2 separate regions of the Mus musculus genome follow, and region 1 is linked to region 2. The links are chromatin contacts, called in public promoter capture Hi-C maps. All regions are on one chromosome and are shown on one strand. Each heading gives the region's core, a stretch centred on a gene start, on an enhancer-like site or on the middle of the called end of the contact. The rest is flanking DNA. Distances are from core to core; before and after follow the strand shown.

Evidence for each region. Promoter capture Hi-C pulls out the DNA fragments that hold promoters and counts their contacts.
Region 1: a contact with region 2 is called in a promoter capture Hi-C map of hippocampal neurons, with 2.2 times the contacts expected there. The contact joins the enhancer-like site here to the promoter of Tmem94 in region 2. A contact is called at or near these places in 3 of 39 promoter capture datasets (hippocampal neurons, liver and pre-B cells).

The regions. Positions count from the first base shown.
Region 1 is chr11:116,337,693-116,344,087 of GRCm38.p6, reverse strand. Rnf157 (ring finger protein 157) reads left to right here. Exons shown (of 19, transcript NM_027258.1): 19 at 5,258-6,395. The coding sequence ends at 5,382. Among named protein-coding and RNA genes, the nearest start is that of Foxj1, 5.5 kb to the right of the region's middle. Within about 2 kb of position 1,512, at least 14 of the 459 cell types and tissues checked have an H3K27ac peak or open chromatin away from gene starts, as enhancers often do. A contact at or near this core is called in hippocampal neurons, where this site is marked.
Region 2 is chr11:115,762,824-115,769,098 of GRCm38.p6, reverse strand. Tmem94 (transmembrane protein 94) reads right to left here and starts at 3,666. Exons shown (of 32, transcript NM_028014.3): 1 at 3,546-3,666.

The DNA of each region.
Region 1 (6,395 bases), core at 263-2,762, 580 kb before region 2:
ACCGTAGCTCTTCCAGGGACGTACGTTTGAGGATCACAAGGAAATCTAAAAGCATCTGTAGGTCAGTGAATGGCTTTCTGATCCGACGAGCCTTAGGTCTCCAGTGATCACACGTGCAAGACTCGGATCCCAGCGGAGAAGGCAGAGGGCGGGGATGACTTGGTTCTCTAAGGCCCCAACTTCTCAGCGTGCCCTGTTTCTTTCTCTGACCTCAAACACAGTCTGCAAAGCAGCCATGCTAATTGTACATTCAAGCCCACGCATGCTAGCCCATGCCTACAACCCCACACTTGGCAAACAGAGGCAGCCCCATCATTGCAAGCTGCAGGCCAGGAGCTACGTAACAAGACCTACCTAGTCTCTCAAAAAATAAAATCAAGCTTGGTGTGGTGGCGCACGCCTTTAATCCCAGCACTGGGGAGGCAGAGGCAGGCGGATTTCTGAGTTCGAGGCCAGCCTGGTCTACAGACCAAGTTCCGTGACAGCCGAAGCCACACAGAGAAATTGTCTTGAAAACCCCAAAATAAAATAAGTCACAGTTGAGCACTGACTTCAGTGTGCCCATCCTGCAGCAGCCAAGACCCTGCCTGGGACAGATGTCCCTTACACTTCCCTGGATCGTCCCCGCAGTGTCCCCCACTGAGGACCTGCTTCAGCTTCAGAACAGCCACTCCGGGGTCCAGTGCTTTACTCGCTCAGCGAAGTAGCTGAAGTGTTAAGCCGCAGGGCCTTCTGTGGCTGCCACTCTCCTTCAGCCTGTGCCACCCATGGTCCCAGCAGGCCCTGGCCCCATGCAAGCCTGCGGCAAGGGAAGCCAGTTGCTCGGGAGAAACTTTCTCCAGCCTTTCTCTCTTTAGTTTGTCCTGAAGATACTGCCCAGGTCCCGGGCTTCCGTGAGACCTGAGAGACAGCATCAGGTCACCTGCTTCTCCCGCACAGGCCCCAGGCGCTCTCCCTTCCTGTCCAAGCATGGTGGAGGGCGTTGATCCATATGGCCACCTCCTGCCCAGTTAAGGCTGGGCTGGAGCTGCTGGAGACCAGGCACGCTCACCCCTGCCTTCCCACTCCTGGCCTTGCTTCCATCCGTCCATTTATGTTCCATGTCTTTATGCCAAGTGTAGGTCTGTCTGTCTGTCTGTCTGTCTGGTTTGCTCATTTTTAAACTCATTTCTGTTTTCTGACTTGTGTGAAAGTTCATGTTCACGCTGTGCCAGCACTGGCCTCCTGCCTCTGCTCAGCCCGACCAGCACCAAGCTTACTCACTGGTGTGCGCATTTGAGGGGCTCTCGCTAGGGCTCTAGACAAGCTTCCAGTTCCTAACTGACAAGGGCCGATGCGCAATACACTGAGTTCTAAAGAGAAAACCCGTGGGAGCTGTTCAACAAAAACAGACACGCTTCTGTGGCAAAGACCGGGATAGGCAGCCTCGGTTGGTCAGAGGGTGAAGATGGTGCCTGTGCCTAGCCCTGCCTGGGTCTGTGGTGGCTTTCTGCCGGCCAGCCTTTCCTCAAGGGCTTCTAGGCTGAGCCCCGCTTTTGGCAGAGGGAGCTGCTGCCACTGTTGGAGCCCACGGCGCCATGGAGACCAGGCTTGTTCTTTCTGCTTCCTCCTCGCCAAGCCCCCTTCCCATCACCCTGCTTGTCAGCGCAGTGCATCCTCACTTACAGGGAGGAGGCAGCACGGACACAGCAGCGTAAGCGGGCAGCGAGCAGCACGCCTTCCGTATGGGAATGTCTAGGGTCAGCAGGTTTGAGATTAAACGGAGCTCCCAGTTTGGCCAAACATGGAATCAGTCACCTGTGGCAGGGTCAGGAGAGAGACTCGGGTATAAACAGCTCTTAAGTCTATTCGAATTAAGTCTCTGTAGCAAAAGTCCAAGGGCTCTTGTGGAGAGGAAGCGTGTCCCCTCTGCTGCATCTGTTAGAATCACACCAGTAGCAAAGGTGCCAAGGTACTCGGAGGTGTCTGTTTATCTCCTGGGTCAAAGCCAGGAGAGTCGTGTGTAGCCTCTCCGGACTAAGTTCACACTCCTCCACGGCATGCTCATCTGACCCGGCCGTGAGAGCTGAGGGCTGGCTCGAGCCTCTCTGTTCTTTAATGCTCTTTTCTCCTGTGAGGAGCACTTCCCACAGACCCTGCCCCTGCAGTCTGTGCCTCTTCAATAGGTGCCACCCCCTTCATGAAGAGCAGACAGGGGAAGGCCGAGAAGGGCACAGGGTGCTTAGATTGTGTGTGTCACCCTCTACCAAGAAAGCCATCATCACCATCCTTACGTGTGTGAGGGCCTTGGAGAGGGTCTGTGCCTTCCGACTCCTCTCCCCCCCCCCCCCCCCCCCAGTCCCCAAGAAGCTTCCAGGGCTTCAAAGGCCCAAGACTGAGGCCATCTTTCTGGTTCCTTATGCTAGAGCCTAACTTGACAGGCGCTGTGATAAGAGCTGGAACTCTATGACCCTGCAGTCTGTGTGGCTTCAAAGAGCAGTCCGTGGCTAGCAGGAGAGTGTGTGGGGCAGTGAGCATGCTCACAAGGTGCTGGGTAGGCTATGTGATGGGTAAGGAAGAGACAAGGGACTTTCAGTGAAACTACATACATGATTGAGTGACACAGGAGTAGACCTGTGCAGTAAAATCTAAACAAATAGAGACCTGAAGTGAAACCCACTCCTGTCTTCAAGCCTCATGATATAGGATGCAGTCATGTGGGGCTGGGGAGATGGCTCTGTGGTTAAGAGTACTGACTGCTCTTCCAGAGGATCTGAGTTCAAATCCTAGCGCCCAAGTGGTGCCTCACAACTGTCTATAACTCCAGTTCCAGAGGATCCAACACCCTCACACAGGCATGCCATACATGCAGGCAAAACACCAATGCACATAAGATAAAAAATAAATCATTAAAAAAAAAAAACAGATGTGGTCATGCATACCTTTCATCCCAGCACTCAGAAGGTGGAGCCAGGCAGATTTTCTGAGTTTGAGGGGAGCCTGGATCTACATATCAAGTTCCAGGCCAATGACGGCTACAAAGTGAAACCCCAGACTCTTGTTTTTAAAATGAGATGTCTGCAGTGCACACTCTGAGGGGAAATCTAAGTTACAGAATAAGCATATTTTAACTACTCTAGCCCGTAAGTTAATCCGCACATGAGTAGAGGCAGCAGAGAGGTATGCCAAGTGTCCCTAAAGCGGCCTCTGGAGGTCTCTTCCTCTCATTTCTGATTCCCCAAAAGGGAACCAAATACAAAGCACCACTGTCCCTCCCCTGGAAGGGGTTCTAGTCTCCAAGCTCCATTTTCTTGCCAGAGAGCCTGGATCCAGGCAGATGGGAGGGCACACTCAGACATCTCCTCGGGATCCAGGCTGCCTTGTGAGTGGGCTGTGGAGAGGCAAGCATGTGAGGGCCACCATAGATCCTGTGGCTCCTCCCCAGGGCAAAGGACATCTCGTTCCCTCGCCATGTCCCTTCATTGCACATGGCCCATCTGCAGCCTAGACTGTTCTGCAGGCAACCTGGAGCCCTGACCGGAGTTCCTGGGTGGGAGATGCTGCTTAAGGACGTGTGTGAGTTTGGTCGGGACAGCGTTAGGCCCTGAGTCATGGATGCTGGCAGCAGTGACCCTGGTGGTAGTGATGAGGCTGCTGCTGTTTGACTTGTGTGCGCTTGTGTGTCTTCTCTCTTGTTTACCATTTGCTTTTGGTCTCTCCTACTGAACAGCCGCAGCTCCGGAGTCCTGCCCCATAAACATTGAGGAATAGGTATGACATCTACCAAATTATATAACTGAACAGACCACTCATTTGACCTGGGGTCTCTTCCCTGATCCTCTTTCCCACGCCCCAGAGTGCCACCTGCAGAGGGGAAGAAACTCCTTGGACTCATGCTCAGGAGTGGAGAGCCTGTGGGCAAGACCCTGTACCCTTCCTTTCCCAGGGCTGTACTGAGGCCTGTTACTATATAGCCTCACACCAGACCACTCATGCAAAATAAGCAATCAGTACCTGCTTCCTCCTAGCATATGTGCTATTAAGGACTTTCTTCGTGTCTTAGGCTCGCTGAATCTGAGGCTGACTTTGGCCATTTGTAAGTTGGACTCAGGACTGCAATATACAGTTAGCTGGCCTCACTTAATAGAAAAGCCCCACGCCCCCATCTCCGTCCTAGGGCCACACTACCTTTCTGAGCTCCCGGGTGCAAACCTGTAAATGGTTCCTGCAGAAGCTTGCCGAGCAGAGCCAACAAGATGAAGTACCTTCCCTGAACATCCCGAGCCTGGAAAGGAGCAGGGCCTGCCATTGTATAAAACATAGTCGCTCTCCTGGAGAGAACAAAACAGAGCTAACTCGCCAGCTAGAGGGACCTAGGAAACACATGAGGCTCCCCCAAACCAAGCTGGCAGGAACTGCTCACAGGTCATTTCTAGTCAGGTATGTGGCTGGGCACCCTTACGTAGGGCCCCATGCGGGCCTCACAGCCAATCTGTGAGTGCTACCCACTTGTCTCACTGGGCATACGAGAAGGCCAAGCCCCCTAAGGAAGGTGACCTGCCAAAGATCAGACCGTTGGAACCTATGAACTGATCTGAGGCCCGAGTGGATGCAGGTGTGGGTGTGACTAGGAAGAGAAAACAAGGTAGGTAGGTTGCATCAGAGCATGAAACAGAAGCGTCAGGGTTGAGTCTCCACTTGGAGCCACAGATGCAGCCAGAGGCTGGGAGAAGCCAGGGTGATAAACAGCATCTTGGACTGAAAGGTGCTCAGGCGAGGAAGTGGTACAGGTGAAGGTGTGGGCATACACCGTCTCCCACCCAAGGCTTCCCTTCCCTGGCCCCTGCTATGCTGCAGCCCCACCCCCGCCCCTACCCCCCTGCAGACACAGGCTATAGGTCAGGGTGTGCTCTCTGTACACCCACCTTCCATGCAGGAAGCAGCCCAGTTCAGCCTCCTAACTAACACTCCCAAGGCCAGAACCAAGTATGTAACATGCAAGCTGGATGCTAGGTAAGTTCACGAATGAAGAACACCTACAGTCTCCCCATCTGTCCATGGGTTACAGGCAGCGACTACCTAGCTAGGGAGGGGCAGCCGTGGCACCTGCCAGCACCTGCTCCTCACTCTTCCTCTCAGGAGTGGCTCATGCAGCCAGATGTCTCACGTCACACACATCCTGCTAGATTCTGTGTTGACTCCTGTGCTGCTGTACTGGGACACCATGTATGCTTGGCCTAAGGAATGGCTCCCAGAACCTCTGTTGTTCCTTCTCCAGGTACCTGGCAGCATGAGGATAACACTGTCAACTGTCGCCATACCCAGCGCCGGCGCTTATCCTCCAGCAGCCTGGAGGACCCTGAGGAGAACAGGCCTTGTGTATGGGATCCTATGGCTGTCTGAGGGCATCTGCACCTCCACCTGGGCGTCCCCTCCTGTCCTTGCCTTCCATCTGCCCTCACTGGACCACGAGCCTTCTGGTCATCTTCAACAAGACTCGTGGACTTCCTACTCACATGAAGGGAGGACGATGCGCAACCCTCCACCCACCTGCCTCATCGCCTGTAACCGCGATTCTTACCCTCTCAGAAAGAACCAGAAGCCTTCCCTCTGTGGGCTAATACGTGCCAGCCAAACCTGTGGGCCAGCTGAGCTGAGGGTCAGGGCTGGTTGTTTCTGTAGGCTTTCTCTTCTGAGTGGAGACCAAGAAGACTGAAGAGTTTGGCAGCCTTGTTAGACGCCCATGGACAGGTTTTGGTCTCTGGCACTCATAAACAATTAGAAACCTAACTTGAACTGGTTGGGAACTTGCTCCATGAGGAAGGCCATCCACTCCGGCCTCCCAGAACACCAGGAGCTCCTTGCCCACGCCTAAGGGAGAGGGTAGCCACCGAACTATTGGTTGGAAGCCAGATCTAACAGAGTTGGTCTCCTGCACCTCCGGTGTCCACAGTTAGGAAGATACCCCTTGCAAGGCCTGTCCTCCTCCAGTGCAGTCAGGAAGGCCTACTGGGCCACTTCCCTGCAGTGCTTGGGCAGGCTCTTCCCATATCGTCACTACAGCCACTGAGGGGGTCTTGAACCCAGCTAACCACTTCTCTGCCCTCTTTGTAATAGCTGAAGAACTAGGCTAAGAGCTGAGGCCCAGTGGTTCTCAAACTGGTGCACAGGAACACCAAAGGAATGGTGGAGGCTCTGGGGCCAGAGGATTAGGAGACCTCCCTACCCTAGTGCATTCCTCCCCTGCCTTTCAGATGGGATAGATGAGAGGTGGGCTCACCAGTGCTGAGAGATGCTGTCAGGTTAGCACTCAAAGCCATAGCAGCAAGCTGGCAGGAAATTGTTGGGTTCAGTGGGTTTTAACATGGCTCTAAAGTAGATGCCTATCTAGTGGCTTTTGGAACAGAAAGTCGTTC
Region 2 (6,275 bases), core at 2,417-4,916:
AGCTGGCAAGTCTCTGAGTCTGAGGCCAACTGGGTCTGCAGAGTAAGTTTCATCAGGACAGCCCAGGTCTGTGCACAAGAGATCCTGTCTTGAAAAAAACCAACCAAACAAAAACCTTAAAACACATCTAGCACGTGAGCCAGCTAGATGGTATTTTATCCGGAAAGACTCCAAGGCAATGTCACAGACATTTGTACGCCCATGTTGACCAATACTGTTCAAAAACAGCTGAGTTGAGGACCAGTGACCAAGAGCAGGAAAAGGGGGGAGATTGGGCTACATGGACACAAGGGCATTTGTTTTTTCAGCCCTTAAGAACAAAGTTATATCGTTTGCAGGAAAATGGCTATAACTAGAGAGAATCATTACGTGAATTAAGCCAGTCTCAAATACTGTATTTTTCTCTCATTCTTAGCTCCTAAATTTTACATAGATATAAAAATCACACATACATGCATACACGCACACACGCACGCACGCACGCGAGATATGAAAAGAGAAGCAAAAGTATCCAGGGCAGTGGCTCTCAACTTGTGTGTCTCGATCCCCATATCAGATGTTTACATTGCAGTCATGAAGTAGCAACAAAATAATGTTATGGTTGGGTCACCACAGCATGAGGAAGGCTGAGAACCACTGCTCTAGAGAACAAAGGACATAAGTGTGAGAGGGGGATGGGGAAGGGCGGGGCTGGGGGGGTTGCTCAATCTATGACAGACACTTATTTGAACTCATCCTTATGTGACACAAGGTTAGGTACAATGAATTTATACAGTGAAATATACATATATTGGATTTTCAAGACAGGGTCTCTCTGTGTAGCCCTAGCTATTCTGGAAACTTGCTTTCAAGACCAGGCTGGCCTTGAACTCACAGAGATCTGCCTGCTTCTGCCTCCCAAGTACTGGGATTAAAGGCATACACCACCACCACCACACAGTTTACAGTGAACATTTCAATAAGAAAAATATCAAACTGTAGGGAGGTGTCAGGGCCTTCAAAACAAGCTAAAGGAATTGAGCTGTCACAAGGAACAATCACATGATCTCTCTTATATGAGTTTTCTAGAACATTCAAAAACAACAGAGACAGAAAATGTAATGTGGGGCTGGAGAGATGGCTCAGCGGTTAAGAGCACTGACTGCTCTTCCAGAGGACCTGAGTTCAAATCCCAGCAACCACATGGTGGCTCACAACCATCTGTTATGGGATCTGATGCCCTTTTCTAGAGTGTCTGAAGACAGCTACAGTGTGCTTACATATAATAAATAAATCTTTAGAAATGGGTGGCAGTGGTGGTCTTACAATAACACAAATGTACTAACTGCCACAGATCTTGTGCTAAGTCTCAGGAAATGCATTATTTCACCACTACTAAAAAGAAAAACCCAGCAAACTCTGGCTCTGCCTAACATTCCCAAAGCGGTGCTGCTGTCTTTTGAGTTTGCTGCAGCCCAGGGCAGGTTTATACGCCTCTGTGTCTCTCATCAATAACGTCTTTCCTCGTTTCCCGGTAGGTTCTGAGAACTTCCCGCAAAGGAAGGCTGCTTAGCACAAGAGTCTTCTTCCAGTGGATCCCGAAATTATAAAAACCGAGATCACACGATTATGTTAAAACTCTATCAGTGGCCGGACAGTGATGGAGCACGCCTTTAATCCCAGCACTCGGGAGGCAGAGGCAGGAGGATCTCTGACTTCGAGGCCAGCCTGGTCTACAAAGTGAGTTCCAGGACAGCCAGGGCTACACAGAGAAACCCTGTCTTGAAAAAACAAAAACCAAAAACAACTCCATAGTGAGATGTACCAGGGTTAGGGAGGAGAGAGCGTCAAGGTTGGGTTGAAATCTGGCCCTTTCCCTCCTTCCCACACCATGTGACCAGCACTGTTTACTACCAAGCCGGCAGCCGCAGGCCAAGCTGATGATTATACAAACCCCTGATCACCAAACCACAATGGCTGAGTCTTCTGGAAGGAAAACTTTCCGATTCTGCAGCGGCCTAACCTTTACTTCACTTAAGCCCGCCTGCAAACTAGACTTTCAAACCCTATTACAGAAACTTATCTTTTCAGCCATGGAAGACAGCGCAGTGAACAGAACACAGACACAATAGCAACGGAATAAAAACCACCGACACGGGGTTACCGGTTACCGCAAGGTGCAGTGGGAGACCAGGAGCCTTCTCACTCGGAAATCAGGGGTGTCCTTAGAGGCCCCGAAGGTCTTTCCAGCTCACTGACCACGACAGGTTAAATAATACCTAGCGTGTCGGCAGTAAGCATCTGACTGCTGTATAGAAATTGATTCTGGAGTCCAATTTAGGGGAAAGGAGCAGGGAGGAGCACAAGGACTGTGACCTTTATTGCTAATTCGTTCTTCAGGAGGTAAGCCTTCCAAACGGTTGAGGTTGACTCTCTTCCCTGGGAGCTGGCACTTCCTAGCCACTTAAAATAGAAATGTCAAGTGTTTTCTGATTTCTTTCCCTCTTGTGGCCTGGCCAGCCTCCTGCCTGTCTTCTAACCATCTATTGAGGTCTTATACCAAGTGGAATGTGCAGAGGCGGGCGTTCAAGGGCAGTTACCTCTCAAACTACCTGGGGGTACTGATTATCAAAGAGGTAGCTTGTTAATGCAGTGCTCGCCAGACTCTAGGTTCCCCTGCTTGTAATTCTGCCAAGAGAGAAGTGACAGCGAATACAGCCGGTGACATTCCACTGCAGAGTGTCCGGGGACTCTGTCTGAACTGCTAATTCGTTCTCCAGGATGAGCCTACACTGTACAATGGTCTGACTCTGAAAGTGACCGTCAAACTTTTCTATTCCCTCCGTCACTCTTATTTGTTGTTGCTTTAGGTACTGAACCTTCCCCCAAGGCTTTTAACTGTAGGGTTTCGCGGTAGGGAAAAAACAGGGAAACTGCTTTACAGAACTGCAAAGGCTGTGGTGCTACGCTGGCTTCCGAAGCATCTTTATGTGACTCTAAAATCGGGGAAGCACGCCCCAACTGCAACATCGCAGCCTTGCACTGAACTGGAAGTCCCTCGCAGTGTCTAGCAGGCGGGCGGGTGCAGAGATCCCGTCCACTCCGGGCGGCGAGCACAGCGCGCGCTGTGGCAGAAAACCGCCTTTATTTGGGCCGGGGACACCCAGGGGCCTACAAATAAACACTCGTGGCATCAGGATTGGCAGTCGCTGGCCCGGGGCCCAGCCACGGCGGACCTGGGCCAAGGGTTCTTTGTTGGACACAACCTTTATTTCTGACGTGGGACCCCGGCAAGGGGCAAGCCAGGACAGAGAGGGGACATGAGAAAACGAAAACAAACAAACCAAAAAACCCTTGAGGACGTGAGGGAAGGAGCCGGCCCGGAGTTGCAGGCAGGCGCCGGCCGGCCCCTCTCCTCCAGCACAGAGAGACACCCCCTTTGGTGCCACTTGCTAGGTGCACACCCCAGGCGCTCCTCGCCTCGGGTAGGAACTCAGAGGGCGCAGCAGGCCGAGCCCCACGCCCCCTTGCTCCCCACTTCGGGCCGCGGGCCTTCTCGTACTTACCGGGGCCCCCTCGGACGGTCTTCCTCGCCCGCGTCCTCACCCCTCCCTGCCCCCTCCTCACTTCACCTCCCCGCCTCCAGGGGCCGCAGCCATGTCCGTTGTGGGCAACTCTGAGGAGGCTTGCCGCCTTCCCCCAGCAACAGACGCGCAGGCCAACAAGCCAAAGATCCCGACGCTGATTGGTTGAAATTCGAGGTAGGCGGAAGATTCTGATTTGTTATTGGCTGTTTGGTGCGCTCAGCTGTAACCTCCACCGCCCCTCCGGGAGCCTGGCGGAATTGTGTGATTGTTACTCTAAAGCGATCCGGGGAAGCCTGGGTCCTATCTCCGGCACGAAGCTCCCGCGTTTTTAGCGCTATAGAACCAGACTAGAGGCAATCATACAATTTCCTCCCCATTAGTTTACCCACTAAATTTTTCTAGAGCCATGGTCAGGTGATACCTTCTGCCCTTTATTATTTTTTAATGAGGCCCTTGAAAAATCGCCTTATCTGTATTTTCTTCAATTCTTCCTTAATCTTTAAAAGTCCCTCAGTACTAATATTATGGACCAACCAAAGCTGGAGAATCTAAAGCAATACTGTTATTTCACCCTCAGTTCATTTGAAATCTAAAAGGAAAAACAAGCTTGAAAACAACTTTTTTTTTCTAGACTAATTAGAGAAATCGCTTGGGAACCCTCTCTTGGGAAAACAAAATAAGCCTGTGTCAGTATTTACTTCCATTTTCCCAGAGATCTAAGTCTGGAAGGGTTGCTTTTAGAAAAAAAAAAAAAAAGTTTTTTTTTCTGTTTATGAAGTCAGAAAGGGTCATATCTGGTCCTGGGAAAAAAGAGCCCCTTCCTTATAATAATGAATTTAATCATGCGATTACAATCCCTCTTTTCGGCTAGACAAGAAGCCATTTTACTGATTTAACTCTGTTTAAACCAGTTCAGCTGTTACCTTGAACACTCATAGAACCTTGGCACAAACCTTCAACACAAACATCTGTAGTTTATCACTACAGATGGAGAAGTCCAAATCTCTCCACATAACCATAGATGCTCATAACATGATGGAGATAGCCACATAGCCACTTTCAGGGCTCATTGCCACATGGACTCACTACAGTCTTAAACATGCTGGAGTACTTTGTTCAGTAGCTCTCTGAGCTTTTACATTTCTTTGCAGCTAATAACAGCCAAAATGCAGCCAGGCAGTGGTGGCACACGCCTTTAATCCCAGCACTTAGGAGGCAGAGGCAGGAGGATTTCTGAGTTTGAGGCCAGCCTGGTCTACAGAGTGAGTTCCAGGCCAGCCAGGGCTACACAGAGAAACCCTGTCTCAAAACAAACAAACAAAACCCCCAGCCAATATGCAAATACATGCCCGTGTGAAACTTTAGCCCAAACACTCCCTTCCCATGCTGCTTCCCTGTCTGTTGCACAGAACTGGTTAGTTACCTGGGTCTGGGGTCTTTCTACTTCATTCCACAAAACCTGGAGCCCTTGGGGAATCCTGCCTTAGTTAAGGTTACGCTTGCTGTGATAAAACACCATGATCAAAGAAGCATGAGGGAGGGAAGGCTTTATTCAGCTCACACTTTGGTTCATCCTCAAGGAAGTCAAGATAAGAACTCAGTCAGGACAAGAAAAACTGAGCAGGAACCTGGTGGCAGGAGCTGATGCAGAAGCCATGGGGAGGGGCCACTCACTGGCTTGCTCCCCGGGGCTTGCTCAGCCTTTCTTACAGAACCCAGGACCACCAGCCCAGGGATGGCCCCACCCACAGTAGGCCCTCACCCAAATGTCCTAAGGCTTGCCTACACCCAGATCTTACGGGGCAATTTTTTATTTTTTTATTTTTATTGTTTTTGTAAAAAGTTATTTGTGGGGCTATTTTCTGAATTGAGCTTCCCCCCTTTCTGATGACTCTAGCTTGTGTCACGTTGACATAAGACTAGCCCATACAGGGGCTGGTGAGATGGCTTAGTGGGTAAGAGCACTGACTGCTCTACTGAAGGTCCTGAGTTCAAATCCCAGCAACCACATGGTGGCTCACAACCGTCTGTAATGAGACCTGACGCCCTCTTCTGGTGCACCTGAAGACAGCTGCAGTGTACTTATATATATATAACAATAAATAAATCTTTGGGCCAGAGTGAGTGAGCAAGCGAGGGAGCAGGGACTGAGCGAGCAGAGTTGACCAGAGCAAGCAGAGGTCCTAAAAAATTCAACTCCCAACAACCACATGAAGGCTCACAACCATCTATACAGCTACAGTTTACTCATACACATAAAATAAAATAAATAAATCTTTAAAAAAAAAAAAAGTCTAGCCCATACAACTGAGCCCTTGACTCACAAACACATCAGTTTTCAGTTAGAACCTTGCCTTTCTTGTTTATCCCCAAGATGGCATGTTACCAATATCAAAATATAAAACATAAATAACCTCCAATACCCTATAGTCCTTACAAATTCAAACACATTAAAACTTCATTCTCGGGGCTGGTGAGCTGGCTCAGTGGTTAAGAGTGCCGACTGCTCTTCCAAAGGTCCTGAGTTCAAATCCCAGCAACCACATGGTGGCTCACAAACATCGATAACGAAATCTGATGCTCTCTTCTGGAGTGTCTGAAGACACACTACAGTGTACTTAAATATAATAAATAAATAAATATTAAAAAAAAACTTCATTCTTGGCCGGGCAGTGGTGACGCATGCCTTTAATCCTAGCACTTGAGAGG